3 separate regions of the Sus scrofa genome follow, and regions 2 and 3 are each linked to region 1. Evidence: chromatin contacts called from public HiChIP or PLAC-seq and promoter capture Hi-C data. All regions are on one chromosome and are shown on one strand. Each heading gives the region's core, a stretch centred on a gene start, on an enhancer-like site or on the middle of the called end of the contact. The rest is flanking DNA. Distances are from core to core; before and after follow the strand shown.

The links. Promoter capture Hi-C pulls out the DNA fragments that hold promoters and counts their contacts. HiChIP or PLAC-seq counts read pairs in DNA pulled down with a chosen protein or histone mark.
Region 2: an H3K27ac HiChIP or PLAC-seq map of alveolar macrophages shows a contact between it and region 1. The contact joins the promoter of THUMPD1 here to the promoter of LOC100524613 in region 1. A contact is called at or near these places in 1 of 5 promoter capture datasets (liver) and 1 of 2 datasets of contacts at active chromatin or transcription factors (alveolar macrophages).
Region 3: a promoter capture Hi-C map of fetal liver shows a contact between it and region 1, with 7 times the contacts expected there. The contact joins the promoter of REXO5 here to the promoter of LOC100524613 in region 1. A contact is called at or near these places in 1 of 5 promoter capture datasets (fetal liver), 3 of 47 Hi-C or Micro-C datasets (embryonic fibroblasts, heart right ventricle and skeletal muscle) and 2 of 2 datasets of contacts at active chromatin or transcription factors (alveolar macrophages and skeletal muscle).

Annotation. Positions count from the first base shown.
Region 1 is chr3:24,227,367-24,230,397 of Sscrofa11.1, forward strand. LOC100524613 (cytochrome b-c1 complex subunit 2, mitochondrial) reads right to left here and starts at 1,465. Exons shown (of 14, transcript XR_002342381.1): 1 at 1,310-1,465.
Region 2 is chr3:25,284,403-25,287,433 of Sscrofa11.1, forward strand. It overlaps THUMPD1 (THUMP domain containing 1), which reads left to right and starts at 1,616. Exons shown (of 5, transcript NM_001244282.1): 1 at 1,616-1,948. The coding sequence starts at 1,718.
Region 3 is chr3:25,237,532-25,240,562 of Sscrofa11.1, forward strand. REXO5 (putative RNA exonuclease NEF-sp) reads right to left here and starts at 1,475. Exons shown (of 20, transcript XM_021086509.1): 1 at 1,403-1,475; 2 at 860-1,004. The coding sequence starts at 1,000. ERI2 (ERI1 exoribonuclease 2) reads left to right here and starts at 1,367. Exons shown (of 10, transcript XR_002342391.1): 1 at 1,367-1,553.

The DNA of each region.
Region 1 (3,031 bases), core at 215-2,714:
GGGAATCGGAGTTGTAGCTGCTGGCTTACGCTACAGCCACAGCAAGCTCAGTTCTGAGCTGTGTCTACTACCTACACCACAGCTCATAGCAACGCCAGATCCTTAAGCCACTGAGCAAGGCCAGGGATTGAACCTGTGTCCTCATGGATTCTAGTCAGATTCGTTTCCACTGAGCCACGATGGGAACTGAGTATTTTTTTCCTACTGGAAAGTGGAGATGGATGGAATGGAGGAGGAGCTTTGGAGATCTTTGCCCAGTCTAACTGGGTTTTCCTCTAATCACTGGTTTGTCTAGGGGTGTTAGGAAGGGTAAGACAATTGTAGACTAAATTAGGGCTATTTGTACAATTCATAGTTTATCTACTTAAACATTAAGTGCAGAGAAACTCCATTCCCTGGTCTTTTGCACCTCCTTCTATCAGGTTCCTAGGTTACCTTGCAAACCCAGGTAATTTTGGCATTTGGGACTGGACAATTCTTTGCCGTGGATGGCTTTAGGCACTGTAGGATGTTCAGGTGCAGAACTCCCCCACAAGTTGTTACAACCAAAAATGTCTCTAGATATTGCCAACTGTCTCCTAGGAACAAAGGCGGCTTTGCTGAGATTTTTCAATCTGAGAACAAGACCCCCCCCCCATAACTACCGTTCCACACATATAACACTGACACTTAGAGGAGATTTCCCCAGACAACAGCTATGCTTCACTCCGGCTTGGCTTGAATGAGCTTAAGCTCTTGAGGGCAGGCCAAGAACCCCTCCTGGATAAACTCTGACAAGAGATCAAGAAAAGCAGGAGACCACAGTAACAACTTCCAGGCACTGCGAAAAACGCTACAAAGACATTAGCTCATTTCTTCCTTAGGATCATACTCATAAGCCCATTGGAAAAGGTGATGCTCCGTGATACGCCAAGAAGCATACGCCGAGGCTGACGGGTAGGGACGGGGGGCCGAGGCTGACAGGTAGGTCTACGCCGGCCTCCTGCGTCCGAGGTCTGGCGGTCGCCTTCTCCAGCAAAGTGCACTAATGACCTTCAAAGGTCTCCCACGCCCAGTCGCTGCACCTCGGCTCTCAAACCCTCTCCCTCTCTTTCGGTTTTCCGGCATTGGGTCTCCGGTACTCAGACCACGAGCTGTCCTTCGGCCGCCCGACCCACCCAGCCTGCAGACCACTTGGCCGGCAGGGTTCAGCTGAAGGGCAGAACAGAGCCCAAGGCACCGGGACCCCAAACCAGGCACCTCCTGTCCGTATGACCTTGCTAACAAACTGCTCTCCCAACCCTGCCCCAAGCCCGCCGGCTGTGCTCACCGAGAAGGATCCGGCTCTGGTTATAAGCTTCATGGCTTAAGATTGCTCGGACCCGCGGTCACAACCGCCTTACAGGAGAGCAAGATGGTGGCGGAGGGCGGGAATGGCCCAACTCTCCCCGCGACACTCTTTCCCACGCCTACTGAGGGGCCTCTCTACACGACCCGCCTGCGCTCTACTGCTCCCCGGAGGAGGTTGGACCAGTCCAATTCCTCCAAGACGCAGGCTAGGGAGACACATAATTTCGTAAGGAAATATTCAGAAGGCAATTTAAATGACCACTTTTAGATTTCTCTTCCTGGCGCGGATATCCACTCTGTAGTCCTTTTCTACGTCTAGGACAGCCCATCCAGCACCCCCGCCACTTTGGATTCTCCCGATCTGGACTGTCCAATGAAAGAGCCCCTGCCCGGGGCTTTCCCCCCCGCGGCGACTGAGTTCCAGGACTTCCCACTGCCTGGTGGCCGTGGCCTTGGGAGCGGGTCTCCGTGGCTGCCCTGCAGCAAAGGCTTGGACGTAGAAACCTGGTGTGATCGCCTCTCGCTTGAAGTCCTCGCTAGATCATTAGCTCCATGAGAGCAGAGGCCTTACCCAGAGAATTCGCTGTTCTTACTTCCAGATCAGGTCCGGGGAGACTGAAATTTAGGAAATCCTCACAACTAAGGTCTCTACTCTCATGGAATTTATATTCTAGACTGGGATTACGTAGAAAATAAAAACTGAGCTATAGTTTTGTCTTAGATTAAAAATTTTGAATAGTAGTGGTGCGCTCGCGCGAGAGACTGGAACTGAAGGTTGCTTATTGGGAGTCGTGTGACTGGGGGGAAGCGAATTCAGTGCTTTCTTCAACGAGTAGTAACTTAGCCGTTGCCTGTGCCAGACACTATTCTAAAGAATAAGGCATGATCCCTGCCCTTCAGGGACTTAACAGTCTGGTACCCTGCCACTTTGCGTGGTTGGGAAACCAACATCAATATCATTTAGGAGTTTGTTTGAAATGCAGAATCTAGGTTCCATATAGAATCAAAATCTGCACCTTTGCAAGATCCCAAGTTGATTCATATGTGCATTAAAATTTCATAAGGGCTGGTACTGTAGATGTTACAAAGCATACACAAACTTAGGTCTTCTTTGGCTTGTGGGTGAATTGCTCCGCCTTATCTAACAGGAGATACCAGGCGACTTCTAATACCCGGTGGTGAAAATGTGATACACTTACACAGTGATGCATGTGATGATTTTAAGTTGGTACATAAATGAACATTGTTCTATTTTAATAGTTGTATATTTATTTTGAATATTATGGCAAGTAGTGCTGGTAATGAGTTTCTTCTTTTATGACATCAGTGAGTCTTAGAAACAATGCTAAATGTAAAAGCATTAAGTAACTATATTCAGTGTGATGCCTATTTTCTAGAGTTCACAAACAACAAAAACTAACCAGTACAGTAGGTGAACATGTAAATGAAATAAAACCAGAAAAAGGAAAAAAATCTTAATGATTAGTTGAAAAATAACTGGGTAACAAAACACGAACTGTTTGTTCTGAAAATGCTGAAAACTAAAACAATTAAAAAAAAAAAACATAGGAGTTCCCGTTGTGGTGCAGTGGTTAACGAATCCAACTAGGAACCATGACGTTGCGGGTTCGATCCCTGCCCTTGCTCAGTGGGTTAACGATCCGGCGTTGCCGGGAGCTGCGGTGTAGGTTGCAGATGCGGC
Region 2 (3,031 bases), core at 366-2,865, 1.1 Mb after region 1:
ACAGTTGCCTGACTGTTCCTCCCCTCCCTGATCAGTAACTATCTGACCATGTCCCTATAGGAACTCAGGGAAGGTCATGGTAGCTGAGTAAGACTCATTTCCTAAGAACAAGAAATGGGGTACACAAAAAGGCTTTTGCACCCAGGAGCCCCACAGTCCGGTTTCGCTATCACTTTATCGATCATTTTGGGAGCTGAATTCAGTTGAAAAACTTTGAGCACCTACTATGGGCTAGGCACTATGCTAGGCACTGAGGATGAAAAGAAAAACTAAACAATTTCAGCGAGCTCTCTCTGTGCCTCCTGACACCACAGCAAGGCCAGTGTAATGAGACTTCTTTTCACAAGCAACTGAGGACCTCCAGAAATAGATGCTGCACAATCTCCACCAATGACATTTTGAAAAGTAAAGGCGGAAGCAAAGGTGAAAGCCAAAAATAAGATTTTTGGATATAATGGTCAATCTGGGGTTAGAATAAAAGATGACTTTCAGTTCAATGACCCTTTTGCAGATTACTTCCATTGGAATTTGTGGGAACTCAAATCTGGCAACAACTTTTGTACTGGAGCAGTAGTTGAGGGTGAGTGCTGCCCACCATAGCTGTTAACCAAAGGTCTTTGCAGCCATCAGCCACTGCATCCACTGGATGGTGAGCCCTGAAGAAACTCAGGATGGAAACAGAATGCCAGCCATCAAACCATCAGACACTGTAGCCACCAACTCCCACCTGTTCCTCCCCCCCCCCCAGTGTACCCTCAAGAGACTCCGGATGAGAAAGCACAGGACACTGGCCCTAGATAGCTGAGGTGCATATCAAAGGAATGATTTCAGTGAACCCTGACTCTTGCATTTCCCATACATGGAAAAGCACTAAATCCCTTAACCAGAAATAATCTTTTGATGTTCATACTATCTGGTCTTGGTTGCAAAAACTCCTATATATCCTGACTCCTCTCTTACCTCTTTGGAGCAGTCCTTAGAGTTATCAGATAGGCTGTGTCCTGGGCTTAAGACCTGAGTGTTGTCCGCATAATAAAGCATGATTCTCATCTTTTAGGTTGTGCTCCCCCCACCCCCAGTCAATAGTAGGGAGCATTTATTCCTCCTGAACACAGTCTTCAAAAGTGGCATCTTTTCAGTTTAAAAAAGATAACACATTATCATGATAGTTGCTGAGGCTGCGGATAAAAGCACAGAGAAAGCAGTGTGAAACACTTATACAAACCACTATTCTTAGTTCTAAGTCATATGGAAACAAGTTCTGGCAAATTTAGGCTAGAAAGGATTTTATTGGAAGCTTTTGGGAAGTTGACAGAATTATAACGACGGCGGGAGGAACAAGTGCCACGGAGGGTAAGAGACTCTAGGCGGCTGGAACCAGCATCAAGGTTCTAGAAAGCGCCCCACCACCAGTTTTGGAATCTGGACAGCAGGAATACGCTGTCACCAGAGACGGGCCACTTCTCCAGTAAATCACCTCCTTCCGGTGGTGAGGTGAAAGCGACTAGCTGTCAATCATCGCCGGGGACGGACCTCACGCCACCACTCTGCAGCCTTCCGCCGCGGGCTTTAGGACCCTGTAGTCGGAAGGAGGCTTGGCGGAAGGACTTCTAGAGGTCGTCGCGCACACATGACATAAGCAGCCCGCGCCTGCAGAGGTGAGGGCGCCAGGCCCGCGGAGAAGCACGTTGCCCGCCTGCTTCAGTTCTCAAGCACTATGGCGGCCCCCGTCCAGCAGCCTCTTCAGCCTGGTGGCGGGAAGCGCAAGGGCAAGGCTCAGTACCTGCAGGCCAAGCGGGCTCGGCGCTGCGAAGGCGGCGGGCCCCGGCAGTTGGAGCCGGGGCTACAGGGCATTCTCATCACCTGCAACATGAATGAGCGCAAGTGTGTGGAGGAGGCCTACAGTCTGCTCAACGAATACGGCGACGACATGTACGGGCCAGAAAAGGTACCGGCTCGGGGAAGAGCAGGCGGACCAAGCGGCCTTTCAGGGAGGAGGAAAGGGTGGCAGGCCAGCTCCTGTATACGCATGCGCGAGTTTAGCCGCACCCGTAGCGATGAGGGGGCGTGGTTTGCCTCTGTTCCCCTAGGAGCCCCAGGGTGCCTCGGTTCCCCACCTCTACCCGGTCCTGTGCTTCAAATTCTAGCGCTTTGGGCGTTTCCCGCCTCTTCGTTAATCACGATGGTGGCTCCAATTTATAGATTGCTTTTTGCGGTTCAGACTTTGTTTCTGAAGACCTTTCAGAAACGTGTACGTCTCGCGGTAACCTCGTGAAGTATTGCTCACGAGGACACAGGTTCATGTAGGTTAGGTTCTAGGTGGTTCAAGTTCTCAAGGGCACAAACTTCATTCGTCCTTACGGTTTCTGCTATCTTACTACCGTTTAAACATTGCGACTGTTCTAATGTGTTAGTCTTCAGCAATAACATCTCTGAAATAGTGGTTTTAGTACTAGTCTAATAGTTGCTTCTCAAATAGATATAAAAATACATTTCAAAAAGTAAAAACTTTTGTAACAGTACCGTCTAAAATCTAATTGTCCCATCACAGTTTGGAAATAATATTATTGGCGTAGGATTTGGACCCATGCACACATGCACACCCCAAGGAATTAAACGGGAGGGGGTTAAAATTCAGAGGATTGTCATTTACTAGCTCAGTTGGATGGGCTTGTCATTTAATTCTGCTGAGCTAGATAAAAAAGAGAATAATGATAGGACTTTGAAAGATTGGCTAAAAGGTTGCTTATGGACACAAAATAACATCCTGGTATGCAACAAAAGCTCCATAAATGTGTAAAATTACCATTAGTGCCTGATTGGCAACCATGTTAGTGGGGCAGAGAACTGGGCAATAAGTGTATGTCTTGTCTGTACTGATACCTTGAGCAAGGTCTCAAACTTTTTCTGTACTGGATACCACAGTAGAACAGGAGTAAGGATTTTTAACTTCATAACTATTTGGTTTAATCTCACGAAAGTGTGGTGTCATGTCAGGCACAAAGGTATCTTTTGATGGGATTAAGGTCCA
Region 3 (3,031 bases), core at 225-2,724, 1.0 Mb after region 1:
GTCCCTGCGGAGGACTGGGTTCCATCCTCTGCTGGTGGTAGTGGGTTAAAGGATCCCAGAGCTGCTTAGTCCGCAGCTGTGGCTCAGATTTAATCCCTGGTTCTGGAACTTCTATAAGCCACAAGTCCAGCCATAATTTAAAAAATTTTTTTTGTTTGTGTTTTAGGGCTGCAGGTGAGGGATATGGAAGTTCCCAGGCTAGGGGTCAAATCAGAACCACAGTTGCCAGCCACATCTGTGAGGTACACAGCAGCTCACCACAATGCCAGATCCTTTAACCCACTGAGCAAGGCCAGGGATGGAACCTGTGTCCCCATGGATCCTAGTCCATTCGTTAACCGCTGAGCCAAGACGGGAACTCCCACAAGTTTTTAAAAATGTTTTCACAGCATTAGTTCCCTTCTAATATACTGTATAACTTATTTATCATATCTATTATTTATCTTCTTTCTCCACCAGCAAGGTAGTGGAGATATTTATTTACTCACTGATGTACCTCAAGTGCCTAGGGCAGTGACCAGTACATGATAGACAAAAGAAATCTGATGACTGAAGGGATGGACCACATATATTTAGCTCTCAATAAATGACAGGGATGATCATCAGCCTTATTATTCCCCTGCTGGAACGTAAACTGCACAAGGGCAGGGAATTTTGTGCTTTTGTGCACTGAGATCTCCCCCGACCCTAGAACAATTCCTGGAACAGAAAAGACTTCAATAAATGTTCGTTGAATGAGCGTTCTTCGCGTGTGCCAGACACGACACCCGTTTTAAACTGCCAACGTCAGCGGGATGGTATTAGGATCTGGGAGCTCCAAACCGCCTCGGGCCGCCCCCTCGGGCTCCCCGTTGCTCACCTTGGCCTCGGGCTGCTGTCTCTCCTCAAGATCCCACCGGGCTCTCATCGCCTCAGCCGCCCCGACCAGCTGGTTCGCGACGCGCCTCCTCTTCTTGCCCCTCTTGGGGGCCCTCCCAGTCCTCTCCCTCTCTGGCTCCATGAAGCTGTGAAGAAAGATCGGTTAGAGCTGAGAAAACCCCGACGCCCCGCCAGTCCGGGCGGCTCCTGCGTGGGGAGCGGCACGGGCTGCGGCAGCCTCCAACCTTCCTCAGATCCTCTCAATTCAGTTTACAGAGCGCTCCCCGCCCGCCGCGCAAAGCGAGGGCGCCAACGGTCTTCCCGGTTTGGCGGCGCAGCGAACTCCGCGGCCCCCAAGCCAAACGGTTTTACTGAGGACGCCGGAGGCCGCGTTCGAAACGGTTCCACAACGCCGCGAACGGCGCCTCTGACCGTTGGAAAAGAGGGGGGTGGGGCTCTGCCTAGCGGCTTCCCCACCAAAAACCACTCCCCACCCCCCTGACCCCCGAAGCCGCTGAACAGCAGCCCTGCGGAGAGCGCACACCGCCGCAGTCGCCGCCTCAGCTTCAGCCAGAGCCGCCGCCTCAGCCGCGCGGGGCTTTTGAATGGACCGGAAGTGGGGGGCAGAGCGACTTCCGGCCGTTGGGCTGCGGCGAGTAGGGAGCTTCGGAAATGGCAACCAAGAAGCTAGCGAGGTATGCGAGGGGCTTCTGCGCGGCCTGGGGCGGGGGGTGTCGCTCCTGGTCCGGCACTGGCGTCCGCGCCAGGGTCCGCAGTGTCAGCCTCCATTCTCTGCAGGTCGGGCGTCTCCGACCTGCTCTCTTCCCGGCTCCGGGCCGAAAGGTTCCCTCCTCTCGAGCTTCAGGCCACCCTCTGCACGAGGGTGGAAGGACCAGGGCTCTCTGTGTGCCCTTGAGTCAGCGTTTGCTTGTTCTAGGCCTCGGGAAACGATTAAGAACGGCCCTCCGGTTCCAAGATCATAGGCAGCCCCACCACACCCGTCAAACTGTTCTCCCTGCCACTAACTAGTGATCTGTTTAGTTCATAATGTAGATCATTTAGGCTTTTTTACTGCTTCTTGGACATGGTGTTCACCTTTCCGTTTCATGGAAGCAGTGCAGTGCATTAGTGGATAGGCATTACACTGCTATCTGAAATAGTTTCAGAGTTGGATGATCTTGGGTTCACATTGGGCAAATTGCTGAATTTGTTTTCTTACCCTTTAAATATAGGTAGCAAAAGTGACTGCCTTATACAGTTGTTGAGGATGAAATGAGTTCACCACCTGTGTTCAGCGCCTACTCTGTAGTAACCAATCAATAGATGTCAGCTGTTCACCACTCAAAAAACTCCAACAGGAGCTGTCTGCCTAGTTAAACTCTGCCTACTCAGCAAAGTAGTTTGTCTCACAGCACTTAAGACCTTAGTAAGCTTGTAAGCAGCTAGGGTACAGGTTCCCTGGAGAAAGAACCAGGTATGGCTTTCTTGACCTAACAGAAGCCATTTTTGACCTGGCCACAGTGCTTGTTCTTAAACAGGTCTCAGTAATTGATGATCTTAAGGGAACAAAAGAATGCAGAAACAAATGACTATTATCAGGCAAGAGAAATAGCAATAGCAAAAATAATATGTCAGTTGTAAAGCCTCCTAGTTCTTTTTCAGTGGTAAAGATCAGCCCAAAGCCCTCAACCACCAGATCAACTGGAACCTAAGGGATGATGATTTTTTTCTGACCCTCTTGACTTTAATCATCTAAAGCTTAGATTCTCCACCATCTAAGCCTCTTTATGAATATGCATGTACCCTTAGTTTAAAACTTCCCCAGTTTTGCTATTTTGAGAAAGATCCCTAGTGCCCTTACTTGCTGCAAGTAATTCTTCCTGTTCCCACTCTTTACCTTGGTTTTGTCTTTTGGCTGAACACCCACCCAGTTTTCAGGTAACAAGTTCATCCCTTTCTGTGGACTTAGCATACAACTTTAAGGATCCTTTATCATATATTACCTTATGGCAGTTTGCCATGGATATCTAGTTTTTTTCGAGATATTTTAAGCTCCCAGAAGGCTGGACCTGCCCTGTCTTCTCACAGTGAGCTGTATACACAGTGAGGACTTGAAAAATGCAAAAACAGAAATAAATTGAGCTTTTCGATACATCTTTACAATCACTTGAGT